Linked DNA regions of Mus musculus: regions 1 and 3 are each linked to region 2. A link is a contact called in public HiChIP or PLAC-seq and Micro-C data. All regions are on one chromosome and are shown on one strand. Each heading gives the region's core, a stretch centred on a gene start, on an enhancer-like site or on the middle of the called end of the contact. The rest is flanking DNA. Distances are from core to core; before and after follow the strand shown. Region 1 holds the start of Alpl (alkaline phosphatase, liver/bone/kidney). Region 2 holds the start of Kif17 (kinesin family member 17). Region 3 overlaps Ece1 (endothelin converting enzyme 1).

The links. A called contact is a pair of places that touch in the nucleus more often than the background predicts. HiChIP or PLAC-seq counts read pairs in DNA pulled down with a chosen protein or histone mark.
Region 1: a contact with region 2 is called in a Micro-C map of embryonic stem cells, with 2.6 times the contacts expected there. The contact joins the promoter of Alpl here to the promoter of Kif17 in region 2. A contact is called at or near these places in 2 of 39 promoter capture datasets (both in liver), 1 of 484 Hi-C or Micro-C datasets (embryonic stem cells) and 2 of 115 datasets of contacts at active chromatin or transcription factors (embryonic forebrain and embryonic stem cells).
Region 3: a contact with region 2 is called in an H3K4me3 HiChIP or PLAC-seq map of bone marrow-derived macrophages, with 3 times the contacts expected there. The contact joins the enhancer-like site here to the promoter of Kif17 in region 2. A contact is called at or near these places in 1 of 39 promoter capture datasets (hippocampal neurons), 1 of 15 datasets of contacts at CTCF or cohesin (embryonic stem cells), 22 of 484 Hi-C or Micro-C datasets (B cells, the G1E-ER4 cell line, Th2 cells and 9 more), 10 of 115 datasets of contacts at active chromatin or transcription factors (bone marrow-derived macrophages, embryonic basal ganglia, embryonic forebrain and 5 more) and 2 of 9 other capture datasets (embryonic stem cells and liver).

What each region holds. Positions count from the first base shown.
Region 1 is chr4:137,794,579-137,798,938 of GRCm38.p6, forward strand. Alpl (alkaline phosphatase, liver/bone/kidney) reads right to left here and starts at 1,806. Exons shown (of 12, transcript NM_007431.3): 1 at 1,664-1,806.
Region 2 is chr4:138,260,748-138,264,723 of GRCm38.p6, forward strand. It overlaps Kif17 (kinesin family member 17), which reads left to right and starts at 1,504. Exons shown (of 15, transcript NM_010623.4): 1 at 1,504-1,986. The coding sequence starts at 1,756. It overlaps Sh2d5 (SH2 domain containing 5), which reads left to right. Exons shown (of 10, transcript NM_001099631.1): 10 at 1-221.
Region 3 is chr4:137,952,061-137,955,996 of GRCm38.p6, forward strand. All of the region lies in intron 14 of Ece1 (endothelin converting enzyme 1), which reads left to right. Among named protein-coding and RNA genes, the nearest start is that of Eif4g3, 39 kb to the right of the region's middle. Within about 2 kb of position 1,546, at least 9 of the 459 cell types and tissues checked have an H3K27ac peak or open chromatin away from gene starts, as enhancers often do. A contact at or near this core is called in bone marrow-derived macrophages and cortical neurons, where this site is marked.

The sequences.
Region 1 (4,360 bases), core at 556-3,055, 470 kb before region 2:
CTCAAGGAGAATCCCGAGCCACCGTGAGAGCAGAGCTGTGGCCAGATCACACAGTTTCACCCCATCTTGTTAGTACTATGTACTGGCTGCTCACTGTGACAACAGTGTGACATCTTGATCCCTTTTTTGGGGGAACTACGTCATCTTCATTCTACCATGTGACACTCAAATTTTCAAAGCCTGAAAAGAATTTATTATGCCAATGTTCGCCTCAATGAGTTGGGTGGGGGGAAGGGGTCGTTATTTACTGTTCCCTTCTCAGCACCTCGATCAGAGTTTAGCGCACAACTGATGCCTGGTAAGTATGTGTGGATCGAAGACACTCACTGTCTGGCCTATCGGGTCTTTTGATTCACTGTAGTCTTAACATATAGATGGGACCATCACTGACATGGCTGCGAACCAGCCCAGACCTGTCTCACTCCACCAGTAGGCTTCTGAGAAGCTGTGTTCTCCCCTAAGGGAACCAGAGACGGTTCAGGAATTGGAAAAGGAGGCAGAGACAGGAGACGGCCAGGGAGTGGGAGAGGAAAGAGCTGACTGGGGAGACCAGAGAGGCTTGGAGGGTGAAGGGCATACTGGGGGGGGGCTCTCCTTAATCTCCTGGGCTGTGGAGAATGGGCAACAGGGTTCAATGCCTAATGTCATTGCCTACATTGTCTAAAACTCTCTGTCCCTATTTGTAGTCTGTCAGGTGTCAGAGCAGTCCTTATCCAGCATTTAATAAACAGTTGCCCTAATTCTCAACCAGACTGAGAATCTGAGGCTGCCTGAGGGGGGGTCTTTGAATTCTTCTTGGAGCCAAACGTTCTTTCAGGCCTGAGAATAATCCCTCTGTTATATGTATGTGTGTGTGTGTGTGTGTGTGTGTGTGTGTGTGTGTGTGTGTGTGTGTGTGTGTGTATGATTTTGAGACCTAATCTTCCTAGAGTGTTAGAGTGGCCTCGAACTCACAGAGATCCTCAGCCTCCAGACTGCCAGCATCTCTCCAGAGTTGCCGCGCCAGCTTTCCTTTTTAATCAGGATTCACAGGCATACCCCAGAGTCCTTTGCAAGTCTTCCTTCCTCAGGCCCATTACGCGTTGAAAAGGATTACCATGGACAATGTGGGAGTAAGAATGAGGTTTTTTTCCTCCGTCTTGGGTCCTGCCGCTGTGACTGTGCCTTTAACCCTTTCTTACCCGCGCTGGGCAAGGCAGCAGCCCCACTCTCACCTGCACACAGCCTGGAACCGTTCACAGGCTCCTTCCGTTTCCTGGGCTCCCCCACTCTCAGACAGACACTAGCACGCGGTCTCCGATCTCTCCCGCCAAAGATCGCAGCACGTGCCTTCTTCCTGCTGCTCCCCAACTACTTTAGACACCAACGGGACAGAGTGCCAAGGGACCACGAAGGGCGCAGCTGTGGACTACGGAGGCGCGTGGGCACCGGGAGCAGGTGCTTAGCACGAGGGTGAGGTCCTGGGTAGCGGCTCAGCGGGCGCCACGTCCATCATCCTGCCAGGCCACAAGAGATGCGCGCGGAGTCCGGAGCGGGAGGTCGTGGGTCCCCAGGGAGCCTGACCTTCCACGTGTCCCCACCGTGGCTGGGACAGTCACTGCGGGACCGGCGGAGCGCGCGCGTGGGAGTCGCGCAAGCCACGGGCGCAGCATGCTTTCCTTACCTGCAGGCACTCGTGGGGAGGGTCTGTTCCGGCTCGCGAGCGGCAGCCCTAAGGAGCGCAGTGGCGGGAGCGTACTCTGGCGGCCACCTCCCCCGCCTGCTTATGAAGGCGGCCTGGCCGAGCACCCGCCGGCCTCCCCGCCCCCGGCCGCCCCGCCCCCGGCCCGCACCCCGAGCCCCAGGCGGGTGCCTCTGCGTTGCCAGGGCGCCCCCTGCCGGGAGCGCGGCGCTCGACCCGGCCCGTAGGGCTGCAACAGGCAGGGTAACCCGCCTTGCCTCTCTCTTTCCCTGCGGCTCATCCTGGCTTCAGGGTGCAGCTGGCTTGTCTTTAGGTTTGATTTCTCTGTAGGAGACTTTGTCCCTCGATGGTTGTCTTCCTGTGCCTGACCCTGCGCGTCTGTGAACCCACCTGGCTCCTTTTTTCTGTGCGTCTTTCTGCCTACACATCCTTGTCCGTCACCATGTGCACCTCTGAGCCTCACACCCTTACCCCTTTCCTATCCACTTTCTCTTTTGCCCTTAACTAAGTCAGTAGGAAGCAGAAGGAGACCCCTTGGACAGGGCCCTCCCTCCCTAATATCTGAAGAAACAGGGACTCAGGACATTCTGTCTGTCCCAGCCAGAAGCCCCAGGACCTGCCCGGGGCAGACCACTTCCCAGGCAGTGGAGCCAGACTGTCTAGGCCCACAGGCCTGCTCTGGTGACTTCGGGGGACTGGCCAAGGCTCTATAACCCGCAGACACTATCCCCTGGTTTTTCTTCCTTCACGTTATTGGGAGAGTTATAAGAGACCGAGTTTGGAACATGCACAGGAAACAAGGAAAGGCAACCGCTGGGTGCCAGTGGGCCTTATCCAGTTCCCCAAGGGCCACCACCTCCCTTCCCCTGAAAGCCAGTCTGGTTTTGAAGTCTCTGATTCGTTTCCTACTGTGAACTCCTGGAGGTAGGTTTGAATGCCACCACCATTTGAATACTTCCTCATTTCCTCCTAAGAGGAGGGTCTTATCATCGCTACTGAAGCTGACAAAACCCATCTGTACCTCTAATCCCCAACAGCCAGAGATTTGAAAGCAAAGATCAGGTTTCCCTGAACTCCATCTTCCTGGGCACCTAGGATTGATCACTTCTACCCTGAAGTTCCGTCTTAGGTCCAGGCATCTTCTATATGAGCTCTACTATTGAGCCCATTTTACAGGAGGAAAAGCAAGGCCCAGAGACAACATGTGACCTCATCGGTAAGTTCAGGGCCGGAACTGGAGCCTGATGCCAAAACCCAGGAATGCCTGGGTTTGTTTTCATTTGTTCTTGTATTTTAATAATTAATGCTGTTTATTTACAGCGGTGCTAGGAAATTTCCCTTGAGAAATAAGTTTATGTTTTTACAAAGTGAGACCAAGTATTGGGTAAATTACTCCTTATTTATGTATTTCATAGCAAGGTCATAATGGCAAAAGCCATTGGGGCGGTGAATAAATGAAACTTTGGTCATTTCCCGGCAGTCCTCGTCTGTAAGGAGCTGAGAGTTAAGACAGCAGTGAGCTCAGAACACAGCACTTGGCAATTACTTGCTAGCTAGCGCCAAAGGGCTCAAGATGACAAAAGGCTGGAGATTGTATCTGTGTGCCGAGGGACATCCGCATCATAAATGATCCCCCTTCCCAACATTGGCAGAGCTGAGAAGCTGAAGCAGCAGGCGCTGAAGGCTGAAGGGTCCTGTCTCTTACCACGGAGCCCCTCTCCTCTGCCCCCAACACCACACATGGAGAATGAGCAATTCTGGCTTGACTTATGGCTAGCCTGAGTCCATTGTGTCTTCATGGAGAATCGAAAGCACTCTCCAAGGGATCGGAGTGGCTGCTGATCTCCTTCTGCCACCTTCTTCGCTACACTTTCCCTGTTGTTGGTCTCTGACCCTCTAGAATTCAGTTGAAGAATTCAGCTCAGTGGTACAGCATTTGCCTATGTGCAGGAGACCCTGGGTCCCAGATTCAGCACAGAAGGAAGCAATCACCTGAGATGGTGTCTCCCAGCATCCCTTGCTTCCCTGATCTCTGGGTACCACTTTTGATGCAAGGAGGGGGGTCAGGCCTTCACATCAGGAGCCCAAACCCGCCCCCACCCCACCCCACCCCCTGCCCTAGCTCTGTCCTGGCTGGTTGGTAGGCTGACAAGGTACCTCTGGTTAAGCTGTTTGGTCCAGAACATTTGTAAATGGAGCCCAGATTCTGCAGGGCCAGGCCTGCTCAGCCGGTGGAAGCAGCCCCTTACATAGAACTCTCGCCGTCTTTTCTCCAGGGTACGATTCCGAGAAATAGGAAATGGCACCACCTGACCTCCAAGCTCCCGTGCCTGAGAGCTGTTCGTTCTTTCTCTTTGTCCATATTGACTTCATGCCATGAGCTCCCTGCTTGAAGTAAGGCCCAAGTTTCATAGTCACAGCTGGGTTGACTCACACACCTGTAATCCTAATATTCAGAGGGTTGAGGCAGGAGGATCACAAATCCAAGACCAAACAACTGCAGAGAGAGACCATATCTAAAAAAAAGGGGTCAGGGATACCAAGTAAGAGCCAGGGGTCCAGAAGCTTAGAGTAGGGACCTCAGTGGACAAGGACAAAGGAGAGGAGACAGCTGGGCCCCTGGGGGTAGGAAAGACATCTGAACTCTGGTAGGTGTTTAAAGGTGTGATTGTTATGTTT
Region 2 (3,976 bases), core at 254-2,753:
ACCTCCGCACATCCAAGGGACCACCAGCCTTCCCCCATGCCCTTTGACATTTTTCTTCCAAAGCATTTATTGATCGCATGGTACAAATGACGCAGTCTGGAGCCCATGTGTTCAGACAGTGTCTTACTTACAAGCCATGGCTCTGTGTCTATGCAGACCACCACCACGGCTCTCTTGTGTGCACTTTGAGACAAATAAACCCCATTCTTCAGTCGACTGCAGAAGTCGTTTTCCTGTTTTGCTTTTGTCTGTCAAACATGACTGCAGCTGGCATAGGACCGAGGTCCTGGCCACCAGGGTCCAGAGAGGTCTGAAGGGATTAGGAGATGAGGTTTCGTGGGAGGGCCTTTGAGAAAAAAGTAGATGGGTCTGTGAGCTGGCTCAGTGCATTTTGTCAAACCTGCTAAACTGAGTTTGTTCCCTTGGTCCCACGTGGTGGAAGGAGAGACCCATATCCTGTAAGTTGTCCTCTGACCGCCACACTGGGTGCACATCCATGCATCCATACAAATGCACACACACGCGTGAGCACACACATGTAATTTATTAAAATTCAGACTCTGATCTGTTTACCGTCTCAGCAAAGTGTAGTAGGTGCTTTGTACAGCCCACATCTGCCTAAACCAAACTTCAGCTCCAGTTATATCCAAGATACTTTTCCTGTCGCCCCCCCAGCCAACAGAGGATCCTTTTAAAGGTGACCCACAGAAATGGCTCATTTGTAGTCATTCTTTGGTGCATGTGTGTGTGTGTGTGTGTGTGTGTGTGTGTGTGTGTGTGTGTGTATGAGAAGATGCGAATGTTAGTTTCCCCTACTAGACTGCAAGAGGCTGTCTTCCCAGAGCCTGTCAAATGACTGATGGTGTTTCTGTGCCTAGGAACTCATGGGAGCACTGCAATTTGGTGGTTGGTGGCACAGACTGGGTCAGGAGGTTAGTCTGTGTGGCCTTTCCAACAGAAAGATTAACTCCTAAATTTTTTTTGTCTTTTTAATTTTTTTTTCAAATATATTTATTTATGCGTGTGAACCTGCTTACAAGAGTCCTTCCACCTTGTGGGGTCCCGGGCATTGACTGGGACCATGTAGGCATGGCAGCAAGCACCTTTCACTGTCTGAGCTATCTTGCTGGCCCAGTTTTCCCGTCTTTTAAAAATATGAATTCTTAGGGCTGTGGATAGGGGGCAGTGAAGTCCTTGTCACTCTCAGACTGTCCCTCTCAGTCTGTAACCCCTAAGGGAAGTGGAGTCAGATGTGGGCTCCAAGTCTTACCCTGCCTACCTCTGCGGGGTTGCTGAACCTCACTGGGCTGGAGCTGCGATGCCTGTGAGACAGAGCAGAGGATGGGATAGGGTAGTTCCTACGGCCTGGTGCATCCCCTGCACCCGGGCTCTCCCTCGCACTCGCCATTCCGTCCTGTGACGTCACGGAGGTTGCCCAGCAACGGCGAACGCCGAGACGGCGTGCACGAGCGCGAGCGTGACCCGGCCAGCTCCGGGGCTCGGGTCGTGCGGCGGCGCCTGCAGCGCGGATCCCCCGTTCCCCGCCCGGGCCCGGCCTCAGGGACGGGCGAGCCCGGGCGCGGGAGGCGGCGGCCCGGGTTCCAGCCCGCACACTTGTCCGCCGAGCCCCTGCCACACCCAGTGCGCCCCGCGGGGAGTCCCGGCCCCCTGGTGCGGCCCCGCCCCCGCCGCCAGGCCCCGCCCCGCGCGGGCTCTGGCTCCACCCCCTGGACCGGGCCACGCCCCCGGGCAGCCATGGCCTCGGAGTCAGTGAAAGTGGTCGTGCGCTGCCGACCCATGAACAAGCGCGAGCGCGAGCTGAGCTGCCAGTCGGTGGTGACGGTGGACAGTGCGCGCGGCCAATGCTTCATTCAGAACCCGGGAGCGGCGGACGAACCCCCAAAGCAGTTCACCTTCGATGGCGCCTACTACATAGAACACTTCACCGAGCAGATCTACAACGAGATCGCCTACCCGCTGGTGGAGGTGAGGGCGTCCCGAGACTGAAGGGCCAGGCTCGGGGCTCCCGGAAAGTGGAGACAGGATAGGTGGGTTAACCCAGCCCCTACCCCAAAAGCCAAGCGAGAAGGCTCCGGGCACAGGTAGATAGCGGCAGGTTAGTCTGAAGGCTTGTCCTGACTGTATCCACCGGGGACCTGCCCCCAGTGTGGTGGCAACCTCCCAGCTGAACCCAGCACCCCAGCTGGTACATGCCCGTCCTTTGCAGCTTTTTCTGCAGAACTTCAGACCCAGGACTGCTCAGCGTCCCTGCTTGTCCTAACCCGCATCGCTTGCAGCCCCATTACCAAAGACTCTAGACTCCTGGTCCTCTGTCCTCATTCCAGACCTGTAGGATCCTGAAAGCTCCAGCCATTTTCCTCAGCCTCCTTCCCTCCTAAGCGTCCCAGGAGTCTTCTCTCCTCTGTTCACACTTGCCCCCATTTCAACCCCACAAGCAAAATCCTCATGTTTGAACTCTTCTCGTTTGAGTAGTAGAGAAAACACTTGTCTTTCCAAGAAAGAAACAGTGTGGTGCTTCCATGTGCTCCAGTATCTGAGGTTTGGAGAAACCCTTATGCAAAGAAATCCCAAAATATTTAACACGGATGCTTTCTATTTTGACTGGCAGGCTCTTTCATCTCTTCTGCCTCTCCTGCCTATTGAGATGTGTTTCAAAGCCTCCAGCCTGTGTGGTGCTGAGCCAGGAATAGAGACGCATCCTTAGAACTTAGGGTCAAGCATGCATCTCTGCTTTGCTGAACTCTGACCCCACTCCAAAGGCTTTCTGACTGATAATGTAGACCACAGAGCACTTGACCAGAGGTGGTGCCCTCTGAATACTCAGAAGGCAAGGAACAGCTGCCCCAAGGGAGCAGTCCAAGGCTCTGAGGGTAGCTCCGCTATCATCCTGTTGACCTGATTTTTAGGCTAGAAGGAATCAGAGATTTCATCTGATTCAGTCCCTCTTGCTTCTCGGGTGTTTGAATCTCCATCGAGTAAAGGCCTCGCCCTTGCTTGCATGTCTTAAGTGGCTGTAGCTCGTGCCCTGGAAGCAGCCTGTTCCATTTTTGTTTCTTGGTCTCCAGAGTGTCCCACGCACTCAGGCCTCCTGGGAGCTTTCAGTCCTACTTCTGTCCCAGGGACCCTGCAGAGCACTCGCCTCCCTCTATCTAGAGATGACACCTTGACTATTTGAACGTGTGTTCCTCCTCAGCCTTGCTTCTGTCTAGGGCTGTCAGCCTTGCTCAGGGTGAGGCCTCTGTTCTCTTCTTGTGGATTATGCAGTGTCTGGACAAGGCCTACCCAGAGAGGAAGACACTAAGGGCACAGTGACAGACCTCTTGGATCTCTCTTCCACTTCCGAGTCCCACTGTGCAGACCTATCTCTGGACACTCCCCAGACTACAGATTTGACATCCATCCATTCATTAATCCATTCACCCCTCTGTGAGACGAAACATTAGCATCTCCACTCTGAGCCCCAGACTCAGCACAGGAGGGGATGTGAAGGAGATATGACTTGCCCTCACTAAGCTCAAGGTCAGAGTTGAGTTCAGCTATGCTAAGTTAGCAATCTTTGGTGGCAAGTGGGGGAGGGACAGCATGGGGAGGCCGGCAAACCTTGGAAGGGATGGAAGGGAGAACAGAGGGGATCAAGTGTAAAATGAGCCCAGCAGGAGGAGGCCAGGCAGGAAGGTGCAAGGCTATAGGGGAGAGGCGGGCATGTAGCATGTAGTGTGTAGCATGTAGCGTGCAGCGTTTGGTCTTCACTGAAAGAACTGGAGTCATTCTTGTCAGAGAGCTGACTGAGGCCTGAGGAGGACATGAGAGGGACGTGTGGGAAGTGCATACAGATCACAGCTCTGGCTGCTTGAGCCAGGAGCAGATGTAGCATTGAGACCAATGGCTGGATAACTCACAGGCCTGCTCGCTCTGGTGTTTCCCAAGGTTTTCTGGTCGGTAGCTTGGGCCTTCT
Region 3 (3,936 bases), core at 296-2,795, 310 kb before region 2:
CAGCAGGAGCACCTGAGGGCCTTTTTCAGAGACACAACCTAGGTGCCGGGGTGTGGCCCAGTTGGTAGAGTGCTTGCCTTTTACCTGCAAAGATCTAGCCTTGATCCCCAACCGTGCAAACAAACCCCAGAGCCTCTTAAATCAGAATAACCAGTAGGGAGACCCAGTGTCCGTCTTCCACTGTCTTTGAGGATGGGGTTTTAGCATGTTGTCCAGGATTGCCTTGAACTCCTGAGCTCCACTGCTCCTCCTGCCTCAGCGTCCCCAGTGCCTCACAGTGAGCACATGCCGCTGCACACAGCTTTGGGTGTGTTAGTATTTTATTTAGTAAGAAAAAAAGTGCTTGCTATAGAAGTATGGAGGCACTGTGATCTGTCACGTCGGTGCAGGCAAAGGAGACAAGACCCCGGAGCTTGTCCCACCTGCCGGCCTAGCCAAGCTGGCAAGCTCCAGGTACCATGAGAGATCTTGCCTCAAGAAATTGAGATGGACAGCAGTAGAGGAAGACACTCAACAATGACCTCTGGCCTCTGCACACACGTGTGCACACATGTGCATATGCCACACTCACAAATAAATAACACTCAAGCATGCACCGCACACAAACAAAGATAGATAGATAGATGGATGGATGGATGGATAGATAGATAGATAGATAGATAGATAGATAGATAGATAGATAGATAGATAGATAGATAGATAGATAGATAGATAGGACAGACAGACAGACTCACTCTAGCTAAGCATGTATATAATACTCATGGGTAGAGAACTTGCCTGGTGTGAATGAAGCCCTGGGTTCCGTGCCCTGGTCGCAAAACAAAAACAGCACAAAACAAACAAACAACATCTCTTCAGAAAAGTCAGACGCCCTCTCAGCTCAGTGTTCCTCAGATTAACTTTCTGACTCCAAAACATCTTTTGCAGAATTTGTAACCTAGGTGATGACAACTCCCCTTTGCCTCTGGCGCCCTCTTGTGGACAGGAGATTCAGACACCTGTTTCCTCTAAGCAAAAGATGGGCTTCAGATGGGCACAGGCAGGGCTGCCAATTCATCTGAATTTTTTTTAAAGATTTATATATTTATGTATGTATGTATGTATGTATGTATGTATGTATGTATTTATATGTATGTGAGTACACTATAGCTGTACAGATGGTTGTGAGCCTTCATCTGGTTGTTGGGAATTGAATTTATGACACATCTGCTCACTCTGTGGGTGGTTGTGAGCCACCACGTGGTTGCTGGGATTTGAACTCAGGACCTTCGGAAGAACAGTCAGTGTTCTTACCCACTGAGCCATCTCTCCAGCCCAAAGATTGATTGGTTGATTGATGGATTGATTGGTTTTATATAAGTGAATGTTTTACAGATCGGTTTAGCTGACTTGAATTAACATACAATTCTTAGCTGTCTACTTAGATTAATTTATATTTCCTGCTTTTGGCTTTGTTTCCCACAAGAATCAGCTTCACTCTAGGGCTAGCTGGCATTATCAGTTCCTCTTCCTCTTCTTCCTCCTCTTCTTCTTCCTCCTGACCTCATTATCCTCCTGCCTCAGCCTTCTGGAGTTCTTGTGACATTCAGCAGTTACTGGATGCCGGTTGCATGCCGGATTCTGTCCATTTGATTTCACTGATTTATCTCATCCGATCTTCTGAGTCCCTCTTGGTCTGGCTGCCTCTCTTGGTGTGTGGCTCCTCGTCTCGGCATTTCTTCTAGGCTCTGCCCCACAGTTACCTGGCAACCTTTACAATGTTTTTCATGACATAGATGAGTATTTTGCCTGCTTTTCTGTTTGTGTACCGTGTGCATGCCTGGTGCCCACAGAGGTCAGAAGAGGGGTCAGATGCTCTGGATCGAGAGACACAGATGGTTGTGAGCTGCCATGTGATAATGAGAACCAAATCCAGGTCCTCTGCCAGAGCAACAAGTGCAGTCAGCAGTGGTGGTGCACGCCTCTAATCCCAGCACTGGGGAGGCAGAGGCAGGCGGATCGGAGTTGAGGTCAGCCTGGTCTACAGAGTGAGTTCCAAAGTTTTGGAAAAACAAACAAACCAAAAATGTACAAAAAACAAGAAAGAAAAGAAAACAAACAAAAAAGTGCTCTTAACTGCTGAGCCATCTCTCTAGCTCCCATGAATCTTTTCTCGGTAGGTAGATAATTGAGTGGATGATAAAAACAGAGGTATTGATAAAAACAGAGGTTTACTGTTTTCAGGACCAGCTCTGGGGGTGGAATCAGCCTTTCTCTACAACTGTGCTCAGCCCCAGTCTCCTCAGCTTTCTTTATTTCTGGTTTAGCAGGCAGCTGGGTTCTCATGTCTGCCTCTATATCATCCACTCTAACAGTTTGCTTAAGAGTATATATAGAAAAGCCAGCCTCACACAGACAGCCAGTTAGGAAGTGGGAAGGTTTTTGTTGGTCGTGGTTTTTCTTTTGGATTTTTTTGGGACAGGGTCTCTCTACCTAGCCTTGGCTCTCCTGGAACTCATTATGTAGACCAGGCTGGCTTCAAACTCACAGAGATCTGCCCACCTTGGCCTCCCAAGTGCAGGAATTAAAAGTCTGTTCCACCATGCCCAGCAGGAAAGAGGAAGACTTTAATAGTTGTGCATAGTCTAATGCTTGTACATATTACTATCCCTTTTATAATAATAATAAAAAAAATTAGCTGGGTGGTTGTGGCTTATGCCTTTAATCCCAGCACTCAGGAGGCAGAGGTAGGCGAATCTTTGAGTTACCAGGCCAGCCTGATCTATAGAGGGACTTCCAAGACCTAGGGCAACAGATAGAAACTCTTTTTTCAGGGGGGTGGGGGAAGAACGAAAGAAAGAAAAGGATTTTTACCTATTTTACGCATGTATTTATTTTATGTATATATGTCTACCACACGCATGCAGTTCCTCTGGTGACCAGAAGAGAGCATCAGATCCCCTGGGACTGGATTTACGGGCCATTGTAAGCTGCCCTATGGCAGCTGGGACCTGAACCCAGGTCCTCTAGAAGGGCAGCCAGTGCTCTTAGTCACTGAGCCATCTCAGCCCACCCCAAGATTATTTTGAAACCTTACATTCTTGTCATGGGTAACAGATGACATCAGTTGTTTTCCCAGAGATTGTGAACTCACCCCACCCATCCACAAGAAAATGTGCAGTATCTGCTTGCACATGCCTGTGGTTTGTCAGCCACTCTGGAAAGGAAGCAGGATAAGAACTCTGATGCGCTTCGTGGGCGAGGCCCACCGGGTGACGCAGAGCAAGAGGCTTGTGCTGTGGGGGCTGGGCTTAGAGAGCCTCTCAGGGACATTCAGAGAGTGAGTGTGGCTTGTCGGTCTGGGTTTGAGGCTTGTTCCTAGAGGGGGTTTTCTGGCTTTGTTTGTTTGTTTGCACATGTGTGCTTATTTGCGTGTGTGGAGCTTACAGGGGGAGATGGAAGCATCTTCCTCCATTAGCTTCCATTCTGTTGAGGCAGGGTCTCCTTCTTGAACCCAGAGTCACTAGTCTAGCTAGCAAGCTCCAGATCTCTGATCCTGCTCCCCAGTCACCTGCCCGCTGCCTGTTTTGGGTTTTTTGTTGTTGTTGGTGGTGGTGGTGATGGTGGTGTTTTTTTTCTGGGGGTTGGGGGGGTTGAAACGCAAGTTCACGTCACCCACGTTGGCCTTGAACTCATTACGCAGCTGAGGAGGACTTTGCACTCCTGATCCTCCTGTCTCCACATCTTTGCTTTTGTTTTTCAAGACAAGGTTTCTCTGTGTAGCGCTGGATGTTCTAGAACTCGCTCTGTAGACCAGGCTGGCCTTGAACTCAGAGAGCCACCTGCCTCTGCCTGCCAAGGGCCTGGATTAAAGGTGTGTGCCACCACCTCCTGGCTCTGCCTCCACAATGATAGCATTTCAGGCAGCTTCTGTGGTTTTTGGTAGAGCACCTTTGA